2 separate regions of the Oryza sativa genome follow, and region 2 is linked to region 1. Evidence: chromatin contacts called from public ChIA-PET data. All regions are on one chromosome and are shown on one strand. Each heading gives the region's core, a stretch centred on a gene start, on an enhancer-like site or on the middle of the called end of the contact. The rest is flanking DNA. Distances are from core to core; before and after follow the strand shown. Region 1 holds the start of LOC4343235 (disease resistance protein RGA2). Region 2 holds the start of LOC4343239 (FT-interacting protein 3).

Region 1 (3,815 bases), core at 387-2,886:
AAAGATAAACCAAACTAGTCTACTAAAGCAACAGTGCAAAAAGATATGAGTTTCGTTTTGTTGTTGACCGCATGTGGAACAAGTAGGTTCAATGTCCTTGATTCTAGAATGAAGAGTAACAGCAGTAGGTAAAGCGTTTCTGAAAAGTGTCCAAAGAAGAATTTTAACTATAGGAGAAATTGTCTTATTTTTCCAAGCAGATTTAATAAGATTGATAACTAAGGAAGGAATAGGATGATGATTATAATGGAAAGACTTGAAAACTTCTTTGTAAGCACTTTTAGTATTACACTCAGCAGAAGAAGTGTGAATCCAACAAAGCTTATCTTCTGTATCCTGATGAATTACTCTTACATGGGATATAGAATTTGTAGCCTCCTTAGCAAAGACTTGAGAAATTTTATCAAAGTCATAATTTTTGTTTTGACCCCACAAGCCATCGAAGGTAAATGATTAGGAATATTAGTCGGATTTAAGGATCATGAATAATTTCTCAAATAGAACACTAGGGTTGATTCTAAATAGAAACCTAACCTTTAGAAATTTGCCCAATACATGAAGTGAAAAGGTATTTTCGGATTTTAGAAATGGAAGACCAGAGAGTTGACTGGGAAACATTAAAAGGAGCTTTCCAAAAGGAAGCATTGTTGAAATATTTGGTTTTGAGAATAGAGGAGACTAGGCCCCCTTTTTTTTTTCTTAACTCCAAACTTTAACTTTCTTGTTTTCCATTAGCACACCTTTTAAGTTGTTAAATGGTGCATTTTTTTTAAAAAAGTTTCTATATAGAAGTTCTTTTAAAAACAAATAAATCTATTTTAAAATTTATAATAAATAATACTTAATCAATTATGTGCTAATGAGGTTTCTCGTTTAATTGCATAACATGTACTTTGTATAGATAATTGCTTAAACAGTGAAGAAGTGATTTAGGTGCTGACATTTTTCAGTTGCAAGGCAAGTCCTACCTCCCTCTTTCTTTGATCACTTTGAACCTATGTTTTGGAGGTTATTAAAAATGTTGGCAAATCTTGCATGTCGATTGTACATTAATAAATTAAAATTTTGTTAAATTTGTTAGACAAACTCCTATTATTTGCATTATCGCCTTAACCCCACATATATCCATATCCCTCATTCCTAACCTTAGGAATCATATTCTATTACTATTACTACTTGGAATATGAGTTATATTGTCACTAGTTTACTATATTGCTTAGCCATGCTTAGAATGGTTTTACTTATCACTTGGACTCATATTAACATAAAAAATGATTTTATTAAGATTCTGAACAGAGTTGAATAAATGAAGTATTTGACAAATAAAATGATGGAAAATGAATTTTAGATTTGGGGCACATATGATGAACAAAAATCAATCTCCAAAACACCACACGTGGAACGGAGCCTAAATCATTAGGTTTAGAAACAATTCTCCAACACAGACTGTTTGAGTGAGAAGACCTCGATTAAACAGCCAAAAGGACGGACAGCCATTTATCGGTTACTCCGACCAAAAAAATAAAATAAATCAGGAAACAGTCTCTGCTTGCTTGCGTAAGCTGACGACAGCCACGACCCAATCTTCGCTGCGGTTGACTTTAAATTAAAACGACGTGGACGCCAACAAGCTCTCGTTTCCTCCGATCGACTAGCCGGCGTTGGAAGCCACGCCACCGCCGCCGCCATGATCGCCACGGCGGCGCTGCCGCCCGCCGCGCGCTCGGCGGAGGCGCTCGCCGCGGAGGTCGGCGGCCACGCCCACGCGGCGGCGGACGAGCTGCGGGGGCTCGCGCGGAGGCTCGACGCCGTGGGGGCGGCCGCGGCGGGGGCCGAGGCGAGGGAGGCCCGCGACGCCGGCGCCAGGGCGTGGCTGCGGGAGATTCTCGACGCGCTGTACGAGCTCGGGGACGCCCGCGACGACTTCCGCCGCGCCGCGGACGCCGCCGCCAGGCCCAGGAGGCAGCAGGAGGAGGGACGGAGATCGGTATGGCCTTCTTCTAATCTTTCGATCCCCTTGATGAATTGTGAGTTTGAAAAATGCTACTCTCAAATGAATTTGGGAATTTGAAATGCTTTGCTCAAACGAATACATGTGCGCTGCCGCCTTCTAGTTTATACCTCTACCGATAGAGCCATTTCCAGTTACTACTTTTAGATCCTGAAACACATTGGAAATTTCTTAACATTTCTATGAAAATCTTGGAAATGTATCATGCAGTCTCAGTTCTGGCTTCAACATACGCCTTGATTGACTTACTTCACACATGCAATTCTTTGGGGAGTAATTCGTTACTTCTAATATCACGCAAGTGCAAATCAAAAGTTTAGCCATTGTTGCAAGAACAATATTTTAAGTGCATAAAGCCTTGTCAAACAATTCATGGCAATGGGTTTTTTAAGTATGATGCAAATGTGGTGCCATGAAAATTCAGCCTACTTGTGCTCGTTCTCAGCTAATTTGATATTATACTTCCTGATGATAACCTCCTGTGCTCAAGCCCTCAACTGTAACATTTCCAAGAATGAACAGATGAAATATTAGCATCTCCATGTTTTCTTTTGATTTCTTTAAACATTTTACCCTTTCGATCGCACTAACTATAAATGCAATCTTACTATCAACAGTTTCTCCACTGGTTTACGATACCACCAAACCTTTATGGGATGCGATACAAGACTTTAAAAACCAGTATCAACAGTCTGAATATGAAAATGGATGGCATTTTACAGAAGGGCTCTGAATTAGGTCTTCTACCAATCGATCAGGAGATCCTGAATGAAAGGTCTGAAATCTCTTTGGAAGTGATACCTGATGATTACATTGTGGGTGACATTGAAAATGAAGCAAACAAATTGATTGATATATTGACAGACAGGAAAAGTGCGAAGACACTTGTTGCCATAGTTGGTGGTAGTGGAACAGGCAAAACTACACTGGCATGGAAGATACATGATGATCATCGCACAAGAAATGCTTTTGGTATGATCGTGTGGGTTAGTGTTTTCAATGACTTTGATGATATTGGATTGTTGTCTGCAATTGTAACTGCTGCTGGCGGAAATCCTAAAGAAGCAAAAAACAGGACGCAGCTTGAGTTAATGCTGGCTTCCATGCTTAAAGGAAAGAGATTCTTGCTGGTGCTTGATGATGTGCGGGGTCATCAAATTGAAGAAAATTCCCTAGAAGCTCATTGGCATGTTTGTGGTCATGGAAGTAGAATTTTGATCACTACTCGAGATGAGAATGTTGCAACAAAACTAAATGCTTCTTACATCCACCAGGTAAAGGAATTGAGTTTTCAGAACTGTTGGTCCCTGCTTTGCTGTAATGCATGCCTTGATGAGAACCTTCATGGAAACACTTTAAGGAATATAGGGATAATGATTATCCAAAAGTGTAAGAAGATTCCAATGGCTGTTAAGATTATCGGCGCTGTTCTAAGAAGAAAGGAGCAAACCCAAGAATCCTGGCAGAGAGTTTATGAGTTTGAAGGATGGTCTTTTGATGACCTTCGGGGTGATGTTCAAGGCTTAACTGGGGCCATATATTTGGGCTACCATGATTTGCCGTCTCATCTGAAACAATGTCTTCTTTATTTATCACTCTTTCCTGAAGGCTCTACCATCAGGCAGCAGTTTGTTACTCAACTGTGGATTTCAGAAGGTTTGATTGATCGACAAGATGACTGTAGTGCTGAAAAGATCGCAGAGGAGTATTATGAGGAGTTGATATCAAGAAATTTTCTGCAGCTGGAGACTGGAAATCGCGATATAACTAGGTGCACAATGCATGATCAAATTAGATCCTTTTT
Region 2 (3,815 bases), core at 556-3,055, 170 kb after region 1:
TCAACAAGAAAAGTGTTGACAACAACATGAAAGGATAAAGAAGAAAAAGTATGTCTCCTTTCTGCAGATCTTTGTATTCACATCAGCTGGATATCAGTTTTTAACTCCCTGTCTGGAATTTACATCTTTACAGATGGAAGCTATCTATCATGATAGGAGTATTCTGCCTCAATTTCAAATCTTTGGAGGGTTGCTACATACGTGTACGCTTGAAATCTCTATTAATTACATCCTACAAGTATCTTTACTACAATAGAAGTATCTTTAAAAAATTCAATTATACCCAGATGATGACATGTTGATGCACACATAGTCATCAATCAACATTTAGACTCTAAACACATATTAAATTCAATCCACAGATAGCTGCATGCATGCGTATAAAATGTGCTGAAATAATAAGTTACAAGTAAACCCTCAGCAGCATTTGGTAGACCAGATGTGAGGGGTAGGGAAAGTGAGAGGCCACCGGCCACCCTCTTTTCTGATTGGGACATCCATTGTAACCACATAAACAATTGATCAAAAATATTATTATAACATAACAGAAACATCAATTTTTATTAAAACAAGAAAATAAGAAGCATAAGCCGGTATGAATACGATGCCTGTTTACTATTACTACAGCCTAATTAGCTTCCTGGAAAACGCTTTGATTAACAGTGATATGTGGTCAGATGACATAAATGAAGAAACAGGATTCTCAGGTCTGAAAGGTAGCATTTGAATTGTTCAATTAAAAGCACAAATGGGCATGAGCTCAGAATGGAGAAAAAAAAGTAAGAGAAACTTTGATGGATGGACACCATGGAGCATGGACCATTTCTTGCACCTTTATTGGAAAAGGTTGGCAGGTGATGGCTAAGAGATGGGGGAGGGTGTCACCATTGGAGTTAAGTGAAGTGCTCCATGATGTTGCATCCATCCATACATACATCAGATATCAAAATCATGTTTATTCATGTGATAGTCTCTATTCTCTAGGAAGTTCAGGCACTTCATTAAATAGATGGAGCAAGGACCAAATGAAATTAAATTGGAGATCTCAACAGAGAAAATAGGATCTGTTTTCACATTTTTGTGCCTCCTTGGTTGAACTTTGGACGGTTTTATAGGAACTGAAATTTCATCTCCCTTCCTCAACTCAGAGTACCATAAACAAATCTGCAGCCCTCATAGTAAACAATCTAAGAATTCTTCCTCCCTTACCTAGTTACCTAACTAATAACTTTCATCCGTTCAACAAAAATAACTAATACAAATTTCAAAACAAAAGAGGGGGGTGAAGAAAAAGCCAAGACAAACATACCAAAACTTCTCTCGGGTACAAAAACAGAATATGATTAAATTCACCCAAAAACAGACTAAATCAGCCACGCAGAAGCACAAGACGGACTCTAGAAAAGAACTAAAGCAAATCCGGAATATTCAGAGCAAAGCAAAACATGCAGAGGTGTCAGCAGGGAGGGTGGTAACCTTGAGAGCTACGATAGAAGCCGGCAGAGAAGCTTCTGCTCCACGTGTTCTTGATGTCTTCTTCTTCTTCTTCTTCTTCTTCTTCTTCTTCTTCTCCGTTTTGATTGATTCAAAGTGGAGAGGAAAGAGAGAGAGAGAGAGAGAGAAAGAGAAGCGTACGGGACTATGGGTTATCTATCCTCTTCGCGGCAACAAGGAGAGAGGAGGAGGAAGATGAGGACAACTGGCCACACGGAGGAGCAGCCGGAGAAAACCCCAACGTATGGTAGGGAAATGAAAACGGCAGGTAGCTAGCGAGAGGAGGAAGAAGAAGACGACGACCCCGAAGACGTAAGAGAGAGATGGACAGGGATAGATATAGAGAGGCAGATCATTACCCCAGCCTATAGAGCGAGAAACACATGCAAATAGTTGTTGCTTAATTGCGTGTTAAGGTTATTAAGATATTATTACACTGCTTGGGAGGAGCTGAGCCGAAACCAGCGTGTGAAAAGGGGTTAATTTAGAAACAGCAGTGCCTATTTAAACAAGGATTAAATGCTCTCTTAGGAGGAACCCAAACAGGATTGTGTTTTGTTGTCTGTACTTGCATTGCTAGTATAAGGGTGAAAACAGTAGAACATGGTCGGAAACAGTATATTATTTTTTATGGGAACGGTTTTTGGTTGGTCATGAATTTTTTCTATATACATCAACTTAACTATTTAGTGACGATTACAATATAGTTCTGATAGATATGTAAAAAAAAAAATCAAAATTTATACTTTCTCCGTTTCATAATGTAAGACTTTCTAGCATTGTCTACATTCATATAGATGTTAATGAATCTAAATATATATGTGTGTCTAGATTCATTAATATTTATATCAATGTGAGCTAATGTTTTACATTATGAAACAGATGGAGTATATTGGTTGAAAATGGTACCACTTTTACGAAAATGATATTTCGAACGCTCAGGAATTTCAGCCACCGTTTTTGTTATAAATGAACAATGAAAGAGATTTCGTTTTAGGTAAAATTAATCAAGGATTGTTCTGTTCAAAACTTACTGTTTTTTAATATGATTATTAGATGTGATTAACCAAGATTTTTTTATGTAAATAATCAAAAGGATTGGGTTAACAGCGACAGGTGGAATATACATACACGGATCAGAAGCGTGGCGACGGATCAACGAGAGGCTGTCATTTCCGTCGCATTCCGACGCTGACCCTTCACTACTGTGGCTGGCCACTACTGTTTTGTCTGTTTATTTCTTGGTGTTTGCTTGCTTGATTATTATTCCCCTTTTTTCCTGCTTGCTTTCTTGCACACTAATACCCCCATTTACTTGTGGTCCTTTTGTGATAATTATCACGCTGAATCCCATCGTTTTTTTTAACAGTCCTTACCTATCATTGCAGTGCTAGTCAACCGTCAATGCACTGGCGGTTTTTGGGGGCATTATACTGGCGCTGATTTTTTTTTATTTGGTTTTGTTTTAACAATATAACTACCTACCCCACGATGTAATACTGCTAGTTTATAGTTTAGCAGATTTTATTAATTAGTCGTCGTATCATCACATGATAATTGCAGATCAGCTCTCGTTTTCTTTCTTGACTCGACATGCACTAACCAAAAAACTAGTCGGGGACTGCACGCACGTGCCGGTGCAACCAGCCTCTCTTTTTTTCTTCCCATTTAGCACCAGTTAATTTGTAAGAAAAACGTACTCTCTCCGTTTTCAAAATATTTGGCACTTTGACTTTATAATAACGTGTTTGACCATTCGTCTTATTCAAAAAATTTAAATAATTATTTATTCTTTTCATATCACTTGATTCATTGTTAAATATACTTTCATGTACACATATAGTTTTACATATTTCACAAATTTTTTTAATAAGACAAATGGTCAAACATATGCTAAAAAGTCAACGGTGTCAAATATTTTGAAATGGAGGGAGTAGAATTTAGAGGATTTTAATCTATATATGAAAATTTCCAAAGGAAAGGTCTTTGAAACGATTAATTAATCCTATCATTTTCTTGAAATCCTATAAAACAGATAATCCTATAAAATTTTAGAGAAAAGTTAACAATAGCTCCAACCTCTTAAAAGATATTTATGTGAGTCTATCTCTCTCCCTTGTCTCACGTCTTTCCTGTGGTAGAGTAAATTGCATTGGTGGTACACAAACTTGTTAGGATGGTGCAATTTAGTACATAAACTTATAAAATGCCCATTTCAGCACATGAACTTGTCTAGTTTGTGCGAACGAGGACCTAAATATCATTGTTCGGTTTTTTTCATCTTTTTCTACTATCACTATATCATATTCTATTTTTTATTG

What was found. ChIA-PET counts read pairs in DNA pulled down with a chosen protein or histone mark.
Region 2: a contact with region 1 is called in an H3K9ac ChIA-PET map of seedling, with 6 times the contacts expected there. The contact joins the promoter of LOC4343239 here to the promoter of LOC4343235 in region 1. A contact is called at or near these places in 1 of 15 Hi-C or Micro-C datasets (leaf) and 1 of 4 datasets of contacts at active chromatin or transcription factors (seedling).

What each region holds. Positions count from the first base shown.
Region 1 is chr7:17,688,010-17,691,824 of ASM3414082v1, forward strand. LOC4343235 (disease resistance protein RGA2) reads left to right here and starts at 1,637. Exons shown (of 2, transcript XM_015792495.3): 1 at 1,637-1,987; 2 at 2,629-3,815. The coding sequence starts at 1,688.
Region 2 is chr7:17,856,497-17,860,311 of ASM3414082v1, forward strand. It overlaps LOC4343239 (FT-interacting protein 3), which reads right to left and starts at 1,806. Exons shown (of 2, transcript XM_015791407.3): 1 at 1,477-1,806. It overlaps LOC136357242 (a long non-coding RNA gene), which reads left to right. Exons shown (of 2, transcript XR_010742439.1): 1 at 1-48; 2 at 134-365.